3 separate regions of the Oryctolagus cuniculus genome follow, and regions 1 and 2 are each linked to region 3. The links are chromatin contacts, called in public Hi-C and Micro-C maps. All regions are on one chromosome and are shown on one strand. Each heading gives the region's core, a stretch centred on a gene start, on an enhancer-like site or on the middle of the called end of the contact. The rest is flanking DNA. Distances are from core to core; before and after follow the strand shown. Region 1 has its middle 88 kb from the start of DPT. Region 2 has its middle 120 kb from the start of DPT. Region 3 has its middle 67 kb from the start of TBX19.

What was found. Hi-C and Micro-C count contacts between places; a contact is called where the count stands out from the background.
Region 1: a contact with region 3 is called in a Micro-C map of ear pinna, with 6 times the contacts expected there. The contact joins two enhancer-like sites. A contact is called at or near these places in 5 of 6 Hi-C or Micro-C datasets (ear pinna, embryonic fibroblasts, psoas muscle and 2 more).
Region 2: a contact with region 3 is called in a Hi-C map of embryonic fibroblasts, with 4 times the contacts expected there. The contact joins two enhancer-like sites. A contact is called at or near these places in 2 of 6 Hi-C or Micro-C datasets (embryonic fibroblasts and skin fibroblasts).

Annotation. Positions count from the first base shown.
Region 1 is chr7:29,928,542-29,932,641 of mOryCun1.1, reverse strand. No RefSeq gene overlaps it. Among named protein-coding and RNA genes, the nearest start is that of DPT, 88 kb to the left of the region's middle. Within about 2 kb of position 1,906, at least 1 of the 8 cell types and tissues checked has an H3K27ac peak or open chromatin away from gene starts, as enhancers often do.
Region 2 is chr7:30,141,146-30,145,337 of mOryCun1.1, reverse strand. No RefSeq gene overlaps it. Among named protein-coding and RNA genes, the nearest start is that of DPT, 120 kb to the right of the region's middle. Within about 2 kb of position 2,102, at least 2 of the 8 cell types and tissues checked have an H3K27ac peak or open chromatin away from gene starts, as enhancers often do.
Region 3 is chr7:30,398,323-30,402,450 of mOryCun1.1, reverse strand. No RefSeq gene overlaps it. Among named protein-coding and RNA genes, the nearest start is that of TBX19, 67 kb to the left of the region's middle. Within about 2 kb of position 2,465, at least 3 of the 8 cell types and tissues checked have an H3K27ac peak or open chromatin away from gene starts, as enhancers often do.

The DNA.
Region 1 (4,100 bases), core at 657-3,156, 470 kb after region 3:
CTAAATAAAGCAGTTGTCAAATCAGAATACTGTGCCAAATCACTTTTAAAAAAAATTTTATTTCTTTATTTGAAAGGCAAAGTTACAGACAGAAAGGGAATGAGAGAGGGAGAGATTGACTTATTGGTTTTCCATTCACTGGTTCAGTCTCTAAATGATTTCAACAAATGGAACAATTGGGATCTGAATCAGTGCTCATATGGGATGTTGGCATTGCAGGTGGTGGTTTAACCTGATGCACCACAACATCGGCCCTACCAAGTCACTTCTTAACAGCTGTGAAAAACTCCCACTTCTGAGTTTAATCTTAATTCACCACATTTCATCTCCTTTGTTGACTTATTATCTATAACTATGTGCTATTTTTAGATGGTTTCTTTAGGTTGGATAGCATAAATACCTGAATTATCAAAGTACACATACAAGTAATAGCATACCTTTTCATGTATCACATATGAGTCTTTGAACAATGTACTCCACTTCTCTCCCAATATTAGTGTTATTTTTATTTTGTATCATTAATATTTGTTATACTCTTTTCTATATTGCATTGCATTATTTAGAGAGAGTTCTGATCTTTTCCTTATTTTTGCTTCTCTGGATATGTGTCATCTATACCCTTGTGGATGTTTTTACATTTTTCTCTATGGCACTAATTTGAAGCAATTTGATAATGATGTGCAGAGGGGACTCCTGGCATCAGGTAGACCTGAAAAGAAGTTGTGCAGGATGAAATCCGCATGTGGCATAGGGAAGGTGACAGTAGTCAAGCAGAAACAAATGACAAATGCTGTCAGCCATGACTTGCAGTGAGAAGTGACATGAGAATAAGATGAAAGAGGAACACAGAAAAAGGAAAATGAAGAAAAATTGTTTCCTATCTTCGAAACAGAGAGACAGTGATGTTTTAGCTTTCTGTTGTATAAAAATTGGAAAATAAGAAAATGTCATAAATTATATACATTTTATATAAGAATTACTTTAGAACAGTGTGATAATATGATAATAATATTTTGGTACTTAAGATTTTCAATAAGAAAACAATTCAGTTTTACTGGTTTACAAACATTCACTTCCCCAGAGGTTGTGATTGTATCAAATTATTCCCTTAACTCCTCTCCATGATAGTCTACCAATTTGTGAAGACAAATACATGTGGAAAAATATTTCTTAGGATATCTTAATGACTGATATTGTAAGTTAATTTCAAGAGTCTAACAGTGCAGGTGTCATAGCTCAAAGATGATTTTAGTCCTTTTGCATCCCACCTGTATGTACTTGAGCAAGTCACCTAAATATTGAAGCCTTAGTTTCTTTAATTATAAAATGAATGCAATATAATTCATTATTGATAGGAAAGTGATTAGTGCACTTACTCAATTTATCTCAGCATAGTACAAGGATCAGGTAGGACAATATTTGCAAAATACTTTGTCAGTTATAAAATACTATGGATACATTAATATTCATTTTTCCTAATAAATTAACAATGTAGTTTAAAGGGGAAGTGGAAATTTGTGAATCCACTAATGGACATTTCTGGGAAACAAGTTTGTCAACAATGTACTGTGCATTGAGTGGGAGTGAAAACAGAATGGATTCCAGAATTTGTGATACTCCTAGAATGGCAGCTGGTGGGAGGAAATGAAGCAAAGGAATGGCAAATGTCTGAATTTATATCATGCAACAGATATGTAACAAAAATAAAATAGAAAAAATTAAATTAGTACTAGAAAAGACTGCATCCAGCTGCTGCTTTCAGATGGCAATCTATATAAACCATTCCACAAATGGGTATAGTCTGAATTGCCAATGCAATTCACCCATTTCTGGTAAGAGCAGAGGAATGATATAGGCCAAGAGAAAAGCACTCTCTTTGAAAAGTTTAATTTATTCTTACTCTCCAGATTACATATGAGGCTGGTTGTCTATGCAACCCACGCACAGAGAACAGCAATTTGTACTACAACCCAGAAGGAAATGAAATTGTTTCCTTAGGCCTGCAATATTATTGCAATGCGACATGTTTAAAAGTTTGACCCCTAGTGGATGTATCAGGCATAAATCTGTCACAAATTAAAAAAAAAAAAAGATTTGATGAATGCCTATGTGTTGAGAAGATCTGCCTTGAAGCAATAACAGTATATCACTGTCTTTGTATACTGAAAGAGTTTCAATGAAACTATTTGGTGAGACTGATTTTTCTGCAGTTCAGGCCTAGGACTCTCTGCAAGGCCAATATAAGATTTACCCACACTTGAATAATCTTCATAAAAGCTGCCTAAATCAAAATTACCCCAATTCCTCTGTGAAATTCTGGTGACTACCTATTTACCCTATGACTCCTATTGAAATATCATGCTTATCAGTTACAAGAACACAGAATGGGGGAATAACTTCAAGTTTAGTCATTTATTTCTTGCCATTTGTATATGCAAAGCACTGTTTTATACACTTTTCATATTTAACTCCTTTGACCATTACTCATTTAATCAATTCAATAACCTTTATTGAGTTCATACTAATATATCTGTCCTTACGCTTGCTATAAAATCATCCTTCTCTCAAGGAACTCACAATAATTAAGTGAGGTGGATAGATAACCTGATGCTTCACAATTACCTTTTCAAAAGTAATTATTAACCATGAAGACAGAAATACAGAATCACGAGGAGGCATACCTAATTTGGGAAGTAGGGAGTAAGGGAAGTGTCCGGGAGAGCCTACAGGAGATGTCACCGGTGCAGTGAGCCACTAGAGTGGATGGGATGGATTTGTGACATGGTGAGGATGCTGCAGAGAGGTGGGAACAGGAGCAGGGGCACAGAAGTGTAGCCAGTATGAGATACAGCCAAGACATAATTCTCTCAGTATTGCTGGCATATAAATATTGAAACAGACCTTGCAAGAGTTGAGGTTGAACACCAGGGTAGGGTTAAATGATGGAATTCAGTCTTTGATCTGTTTAAACAATGGAAGTCCACTAAAGAATTTTAACAGGAGAATAAGTAGCCAAATTTACATTTTACATATAAGAGGTCTTCAGAAAGTTGGCGAAAATGCATATTACGAAAAAGCATGAGAAAAAGATTGAGCCAGAGCAGACACTGAGGCTCACTAGGCTAATCCTCCCCCTTGCGATGCCGGCACACCGGGTTCTAGTCCCCGTCGGGGTGCCAGATTCTGTCCCGGTTGCCCCTCTTCCAGGCCAGCTCTCTGCTGTGGCCAGGGAGTGCAGTGGAGGATGGCCCAAGTACTTGGGCCCTGCAACCCATGGAGACCAGGATAAGTACCTGGCTCCTGCCATCGGATCAGCGCGGTGCGCCGGCCGCAGTGTGCTGGCCACGGCGGCCTTTGGAGGGTGAACCAAAGGCAAAAGGAAGACCTTTCTCTCTGCCTCTCTCTCTCTCTCACTGTCCACTCTGTCTGTCAAAAAAAAAAAAAAAAAAAAAAAAAAGCATGCTTGGGTTTTAAAATATTTCACACCAAAATAAATTTATCTTTTAATTCAAGTGTCCACTAATTTCTTAAAGTATTCTTGAATTGTTTGATAGTCTGCTGGCAAGAGAGGGTAGTGAATGGAAATGTACGTGGTTAAGACATCTGTATCATTAGAATTATAACCTTCAGCAATGCTATGTACCCATATTATCAGTGTAGTCATCGACTATACAGCTTTCTATAGTACAATTATATATGCAATGAATAGTAGATCAACTATACTGAAGAAATCTTAACTTTTAAGCTGTCATTAAACTTTAAAATTTCTTTTTTTTGTTGGATGTCAAGGTCAGATACATTTCTGGTGCAGATCTAAAGGGAATTTAAAAGGGTCAGACCTCTCTTCTAATTTTGGCTTGATCATTTACCAGCTGTGAGCTGCTGGAAAAAGTTTTAGGTTCCTCAACCACAAAATAAATGAATTATAATAGATAGTGCTTCATTTCTGTTAAAATATGAAAATTCTAGGAAGCATTTCCTATCCTTTTTAATGTAATATTTTATCAGCTTTCAAAGGGAATTAGAGACAGATAAGGAAGTATCTGAATATGTCTTATCGCTCAGTGTTTGTGAGTAGAACAAGTAATGTGAATATGGAT
Region 2 (4,192 bases), core at 853-3,352, 260 kb after region 3:
TGAGTCATCCTGGGAACTGTTGATCAGGGTGCAGGTCACTGAAACTCAGTGGAAACCAATTATTCCTCTTTTAATTCTCCCAACTGTGGAGAGAAGAAGCAAGGTAGGGATCGTTTTCTACACTTTCCAGTGGAGGGAAATTAAGTGCTGGTTCGGAGTCATACAGTCAGAGGGAGCAAAGATGGAAATAGAACTCAGGTGTCCTGACTTCTAGGCCAAACTCTTCCCACTGTGTTGCTGCTGAGGGCTTCCAACAGCCCCATGTTCAATGCCCAGTGAATACCAGGCAGTAGACTGCTGCTACTATTCTAAGTGTCAGGGGAGGGGGGTGGAGGCAGTCAGGGTGGAGTGAGGTGGAGTGAGTGCCATCCTGGACACAGAGGCCTTTTTTATGGCTTATGCCATTACAACTGGCATAAACAAGACATAGCTGAAGATTAAATGTTCTGAACATTATTAGTCCATGAGATTTCTTGATGCTTTCTCCCAGAATTCTGTCTTGTTTATATTCCCCATCAACTTCTATTAATCAAGCTCATAAAATGTTCGTGAATAATTGTCCTTTTCCTAATCCACTCTTTAGGGAGCAAATGTTCTCTTATGCACTTTAGAAAGGAAAAAAAAATCCTTTTCAGTCCAAGTTCAATCCCCAAGAAACAACCCTGCTGCACTTCCCCTGTACTGAATTAAGTTACCAACTTGCCCCAGTCTGCCGAAGACTTTTCCAAGCTAAAAATCCGAGGTCCTTTCCTAATCCAGGGCAAAAAGGGGTGGTTTGTCACCCTGTCATGACCCCAGTTTTCTTCTTTTTGAGAAAAAGATTTATTTATTTATTTGAAAGGCAGATTACACACACACACACACACACACACAGAGTGAGAGAGAGGGGGAAAGAGAGAGAGAAAGAGAGAGAGACAGAGACCTTTCATCTGCTGGTTCATGTGCCAAATACCCTTAACAGTCAGGGCTGTGTCAGGCTGAAGCCAGGAGCCTGGAACTCCATCCGCATCTGCTGTGTGAGTGGCAGTGGCCCAAGTACCAGGATCATGTTCAACTGATGTCCCAGTCCCATTAGCAGGAAGCTGGTTCAGAACTGCAACAAGAGCTAAGACTCAAACCACTGGCTCTCATATGAGATACCTGCAACCCAGGCAGCAGCTAAACTCCCTGTGCCACAATTCTGACCCCAACCCCAATTTCCTACACCAGCTCTTCTCCCTGAATCCATAGCTCTTTCAATTTTACATTTAGTATTTTTTTAAAAAATTGATTCTGCTGGGGGGTGGAGTGAGAGATTCATCACAGCAAATAGGAATCCCAGGAGGTAGCACTGGGCGGAGGACCGTGGGGACTTCCAAGGCATGTTTGTGCTGATTAGAAGGAATTCCTTTTCTCTGCCTCTTAGGGGTAATGCATCAGACCCTACAAAATGCTTTGCCTGCACTAGAAAGGCACTTTGTGACTTGATCTACATTGAACAAAGGCAGAGGGATTGGGTACTGGGTTCAATGACTTTTGGTCTGCAGGACAAGGAAAACTCAAGAAGGTGGTATGGCTGGCAGAGGTAAGAGGAGGAGTTGTTGGTGCTACTCACTGTCACTACTCGCAAGAAACAGGGACTAACCCATCAGATTGTTACTATTTTGAGCGTAGAATATTCTAGTACAGTCAGGCAGGGAGCAATTACCTATCAGGCAGGGAGCAATTACCTACAAGGTCATTCTGTGAAGTGAGGTAGCCGAGAAGATTCAGCACAAACCAGTTTGTTCTTCCTTTCTCTTGATGAAGTAGGTTTTGATGACTTTGGTTGGCTGGCCTCTGCAGCAGGCTGGTGAGGCGCCTGCCAGCAGAGGTCAAAGCCTCCTTCCCGCACTGTCCCCATCTCTTTTAGGACAAAGAATTCGCTGTCCACGGTTAGATCGGCTGCCTCTCTGATCTGTCACCTAGTATTTACTGCGCCGGATTTGTTGTTGCAGGGCGTGACTATCTGACAGCTCCAGGAGGGGGAGAGCCTAGCAGCTTTTCAGCTTTCACTGTCTGCCCGCGAGGTTCACCCAGGGAGAAGATGAATTCACAGCACGTGCGCATCGGGCTTACATAAGCTGCGAACAGCGGCGCTGCGTTGAGAACCCCGAGACGCGCGGGCTGGCGGCGCCGCAGTGCAGTGCTGTGCAGATGCGAGCGTGGAGGGCAGTGTGCTACTCCTGGCTTGCGGAGGTGCAGGGCTGTCGTGCCGCAATGCAGAGGCCTCGGGGAGCCCAGCGATGGAGGAAAGAGTTTCCGAGCTTCCAAGGGTGGTGCTGGGATGCAAAGCCCTAATTTGGCAGTACTCAGAGGGCGGGGATGGGGTTGGCAGGGAGAGCTGCCTAACTGGGGCTTGTGGGTTACAATGGGTAGGGTATCCAGTGTGGGAGGTTGCTAAAGGAACAGGGACTGGGGCCCGAGGCCAGAGACCTTGCAGCTGAATTGGAGGGGGCAGGGATTCAAGTCTCAGGCCCCTTAACTAATTAGTTGGACAGTTTCTCTCTATGGAGTTCTTTTCTGTTTGCTTAGGCCATTCCTTCCTCTCCCCCAAATCCTTTCTTGTTTACAATCTCAGCCAGACTCCTCCCTCATTGAACATCTCCAAACCCCAGCCTATGGCTGCCATGCCAGCCCCTGGTAGTTATCAGCTCTGCTTCCATGGGCTGCCGGAATCGTGGGGTTGGGGATGCTCAGGAGTTCACTGAGTGCGCACCTCCATCCTGCGGCAGCCTGCCCATGTAAGTGCGCAGTTGCAGCCCTGCAATATTCATTGAAGCTTATTGTGCTTCAAGAACTGGGCTTGGTCCTTCAGGGCATGTGGCTGCTCTCTGAGGCTTGCAGAAATAGGACAAAGGCCCAGATAAAGAAAGCTTCCCACTGAACACCTTAAGGGACATGTGCAGGACTGTCTGCTTTATTTCTCTAGGCTCGGATGCCCAGCACCTCTTTCCTTCCAGCTGATTTTCTGCTTTGGAGGAACACAGTGTGGATTATCTTGTCTGGTCTCTGCATATCTGATGGGGTTTTCTGTAGGGCAAAGGCTATAGGTATATCTCCACCTCTTCCCAACGTCAGTATATTCCCTTCTTGATCTGGCAGAGAAAGCTTTCCTTTAACATCAGACAGATCTGGGTTTTAGATCTTGACACTGCTACCTGCATGCTTTGTGATACTGGGCAAATGACTTCACTCAGCCATCACTTGTCTCATCTGTGAAGCAGGACTTAAGTGAAAAGCGGTTAAGACTGTGGGCCCTGGAGTTAAACTGCCTGGGCTTGAATGTAGAATCTGTCACTTACTATGTGGTTTGGGTAAATGTCTTAACCTTTCAGTGCCTCAATTTAATCTTCTGGAAAATGAGGATAATAATAGCACCTAGCTCATGAATCTGCTTTAATGAAGAAATTAATATGTTAATGCATAGAGTATTTTCTGATGACAGCAGGAATAGTTGTATCACAAATATTCCATGAGATGTAAGTCAGGCAACATACATAAAACTAACTGAAAGATAAATAAGAATATATGTAAAAACCTCCTTCCCTTGCTTAAAGCAGGAAACATAATATAGATAGGTAAGTTTATCTTCTTTTTCCACTTTTAAGTAAATATAAATTAAAGATAATAGTGAATAATAATATGATTTAATAGCTGTCAACATTAAATCAAAAAGTTAAAGTACAATTTTCAACAAAGTAAAATCATGACTCACATACAAATGGAACATGAGTAAAACTGAAAAATTCTACTTAACCCATTAATTAGTTAGGGAATGAGTAAGATGCTGAAATGAGTTCAGAGGAAACTTGAAGAACAAGAACACATGTACCACACACAGAGTCAGGAATGCAGCAATGAATTTGTTAAACGATGCAAAACTGGTTAGTAGTCTATGGTTCACTGAAGTATAATATGTGGAGTTAATATTTTTATAAAAATTTATTTATTTGAAAGAGTTACAGAAGGAGGGAGAGACAGAGAGATGTTCCATCTGCTGATTCACTCCCCATATGGCAGCAATGGCTGGGGCTGGGCCAGACTGAAGCCAGGAACCAGGAGCTGCTTCTGGTTTTCCTACATGGGTGGCAGGGGCCCAAGTACCTGGGCCATCTTCTGCTGCTTTTCTAGGCCATTGGTAGGGAGCTGAATTGGAAGTGGAGCAGCCAGG
Region 3 (4,128 bases), core at 1,216-3,715:
CATCATGGAGTGTACTTAGTACAAATCAAGACAGCTGCAACGTCACCAGGGCACTACAATCTCAGGGAACCAACGTCTTATATACTGTCCATCACTGGCCAGAATGGAATGTGCAGTGCCCGATGCACCTTGTATTGGGATTGGCTCTCTTTCCTTTTGTGCTGTAGCAGGCAGAATAGAGTGAGCATGGCACGTGTGAAACCATCGTTGCATATTCAGCAGAACCTGCATCTTCCTTGCTCTCACACATCTCTCTGTGTTGTCTAAGCCTGTGGCGACATTTTTGGCAGCCATATTGGGTGACTAAAACGCCTAGGTTTTCCCATATCAGCTTTTTTTTCCCAGATAAACAACTTTTTTTTTTTTAAAAAAAGATTTATTTATTTGAAAGTCAGAGTTACACACAGAGAGAAGGAGAGGGAGAGGGAGAGAGAGAGAGAGAGGGAGAGGGAGAGGGAGAGGGAGAGGGAGAGGGAGAAAAATAGGGCTTCCATCCGCTAGTTCACTCCCCAAATGGCTGGAGCTGTGCTGATCTGAAGCCAGAAGCTAGGAGTTTCTTCTGGATATCCCAAGTGGGTGCAGGGGCCCAAGGCCTTGGACCATCTTCCAGTGCTTTCCCAGGCCATAGCAGAGAGCTGGATCAGAAGTGGAGCAGCTGGGACTTGAACCGGCACCCATATGGGATGCAGGCACTGCAGGTGGCGGCTTTACCTGCTATACCACAGGGTTGTCCCCAACAACTTTATTTTTTATACCTAAAGGCTGATGAAAAAACCACTACTAATCTGATTGAAGAAAACCCAATATTTCAACTGGAAACTATACTTATTAGATATTATATAGGTTTCCTCAACCACAACTTGAAAACATCAAACATACTTGTTTAATTACAGTATGGTGGATTCAAGACCAAGTACATGTTATATGCATCAAAGTTAAATTACAAATTATCATAGTCATAGTCATCATCATCTTCACGTTTTCTTTTCAATGCATTTGATTCATTGGCAGTATTTTGTGGTGATCAACTGCTTTTAAGCCAAGTTTTCACATCTTGTATCTCTGTGGTCAACCTAAAAACACACACACACACACACACAAAACGTATTTCCAGGGCTTCAGATAAGCCTGTTGAGTTACTTTTTTTTTAAAGAAAGCTTTTATTTAATAAATATAAATTTCATAGGTACATATTTTGGACTACAGCGATTCTTCCCCCAAACCCGCCCTCCCACCCCCACTCCCATCCCACCTCCTACTCCCTCTCCCATCCCATTCATTAAGATTCATTTTCAATGATCTTTATATACAGAAGATCACGTTGAATTATTTTGGCCTATAATGTCTTAGCAAGGCTTCCCAGACTGTGCCGTATTAAATCCCGCCAGCAAGTCCTCCTCCCTGGCGAGACGAGAGGGGTTTAGCAGGACCCAGATGGGCACTGACAGGTCCACCAGAGACAGCTTCCTCACCGGGCCCCAGCAAACCACGCCCTGGGGTTCCCGAAAAGGAAAGATCTGCAGAAGTGGGGCACCCCCGCGGCCCGGGTTTTCTGGCTGGGCCGTGCGTGATCTCCGCGCAGCCACCCACGCCCGCCGCAATGCAGCCGGTCTCGTCGGTCTCGCCGGTCTGCGCGGCCCGGCCCCAGGACGCCTGTGCGGCGGGCCCGGCCTCCTGTCCCTGTCGCCCTCGGAGCTCGCCGCTAGGTGGCGGCAGAGCCCGCCTCACCCAGCGCTCAGCCCTGCGTCTGGTGGGCTGGGGCGACCCTGCGGCTTTTCCTTTAGAGAAGGAGCTGCGCCGTGCAAGATCAGCTTTCCGGGCGAGCGCCACGCCGCAGCGGCAGCGCTGTCAGGACGGAAGCTGCCGCGAGCACAACCCCAAAGCAAGCACCCAGACGGCAGTCCCCACGTCCCACCTGCCCTGCGGAGCTGCTTTGAGGGGGCCGCCATGCACTGTTTCGTTCAGAGCTTGCGGCAGGTCCCATTTTGGGAACTGTGTGCAGGGAGGCAGAGATTCGTAGTTTTCTGAGGCCCCCTCCTGGCTGCGCGGGGGCGGGAATGAGACGGTTTCCTGGTACCTTTTTGACTGTGGAGGGGTGGCTCTGCTTGCCCTAGTGATACTGAGGTTCCGAGCCATGCGTCTAGGGCCTGCAGCATCAAGGTGCATCTCGTAGCTACTACCCGGACCCCAGGTGGAAGTCAAGATGGGGCCGGTGGAGAAGCTTGCTAACCCGGAAGGGCTGGTTCTGGAGGAGCGTGCAAGGCAGAGCCTGTGGCGAGAGTACCTTGCTCGCCCGGGCATAAGGCGGCCCTGTGGCGTTGCTGTGTCCACCAGGAAGGAAAAGGCAGGGGGAGCAAGAATGATCTGCAAGGCGCAGAACGCCAGAGGCCTGTTTCTATAGACAGAACACCCGTGGGACCAACTGGTTCTTAGAATTTAGCAAACCCACTGCGGCACACCGACACTGCTGCTTCAACGGGATTTTATTTTTAGTGTTGTCAAAGCCCTTTAAAAAGCCAAGGCTGGGACGCTTGCTAAAAGAGATCTTGTTGAGCATGAGTGGTTTTTTTTTTTTTTTTTTTTTTTTTTTTTTTTTTTTTTTTTGGCTTTCTTGGTTGCTATTTGTGTAGCTCCTGAGACTTGAAGGAGATTATACAAAAGGCCATGGAGGGGCGGTGTTGTGATGCAAGTCGAGATGCCTCTACTTCCGGTCCACCTGCCTACTAGTGCACACCCTGAGAAGCAGCACCCATGCCTGCAGCATGGGGGTCCCTGCCACTCAGGTGGGAGACCTGGATGGAGCTCCTGGCGCCTGTCTCTGGCCTCATCCAGTCCTGGTTGTTGCAGGGCTACGGATAGTGGACCGGTTGAAGGAGGACCTCTGCCAACCTCGCTTCCTCTCTGTTGTTCTGCCTTTCAAATAAACAAAAACGAATGCAGTTTTGAAAAGGCGGTGGAGAGGGAGCCAGGATCAGAGGAAGGGTGATAGACTCTATCATGTACCTTTTTTGTCCCCCTCTTGGTCATCTAAGAATTTCAGGCGTAGTAGATAGCTGTAAGTTGATGGAGATGAGGAACCTGATTTTGCCATTTGTGGCTCTGAGTGGGCTTCATCACCCTTCTCTTCCTGGGACCCATGTTGGGTGGGGGGCATGGTATGTGTGCTGCCTGTCTTCTCGTCAAAGCCTGGGTGATGGGAAGAAGTAAATCCACCTGCCGCCCAGGCTCAGCAGAGCGTTTGATCCATACCCGTGCATCTGAAGCTCATCTTTCTGGCATTCAAAAAAAAAAAAAAAAATAAATCACCAGACGTGCCTCCTTCTTCAGCTCACCATCATCCATGCACCAAAATTCATGAACTCCTTTGCTCACAATGTAAAGGATTTCCTGGTAAGTCTGTGTGTTTATGCATGGTTTGCTCATACTTTGCATTTTCTCAGTGTTCAGAATTGGCGCACTTTCTCCCAGATTTCTGTTTGCGAGAGGGCATGCGAATGAGGAGGCTGATAGAATGAGTGTTAAGTAAATCAATATGTAAAACATAAGGTCCAGGCCGGCGCCGCGGCTCACTAGGCTAATCCTCCACCTTGCGGCGCCGGCACACTGGGTTCTAGTCCCGGTCGGGGCGCCGGATTCTGTCCCGGTTGTCCCTCTTCCAGGCCAGCTCTCTGCTGTGGCCAGGGAGTGCAGTGGAGGATGGCCCAAGTGCTTGGGCCCTGCACCCCATGGGAGACCAGGAGAAGCACCTGGCTCCTGCCATCGGATCAGTGCGATGCGCCGGCTGCAGCGCGCCGGCCGCGGCGGCCATTGGAGGGTGAACCAACAGCAAAGGAAGACCTTTCTCTCTGTCTCTCTCTCTCACTGTCCACTCTGCCTGTCAAAAACAAAACAAAACAAAACATAAGGTCCAGGGCCAGGGCTGTGGTGTAGTGGGTAAAGCTGCCACCTGCAGTGCCGGCATCCCATATGGGCGCCTTTAAAGTCCTGGCTGCTCCACTTCCGATCCGGCTCTCTGCTATGACCTGGGAAAGCAGTAGAAGATGGCCCAAGTCCTTGGGCCCCTGCACCCATGTGGGAAACCCAGAAGAAGTTTCTGGCTCCTGGCTTCGGATCAGCACAGCTCTGGCT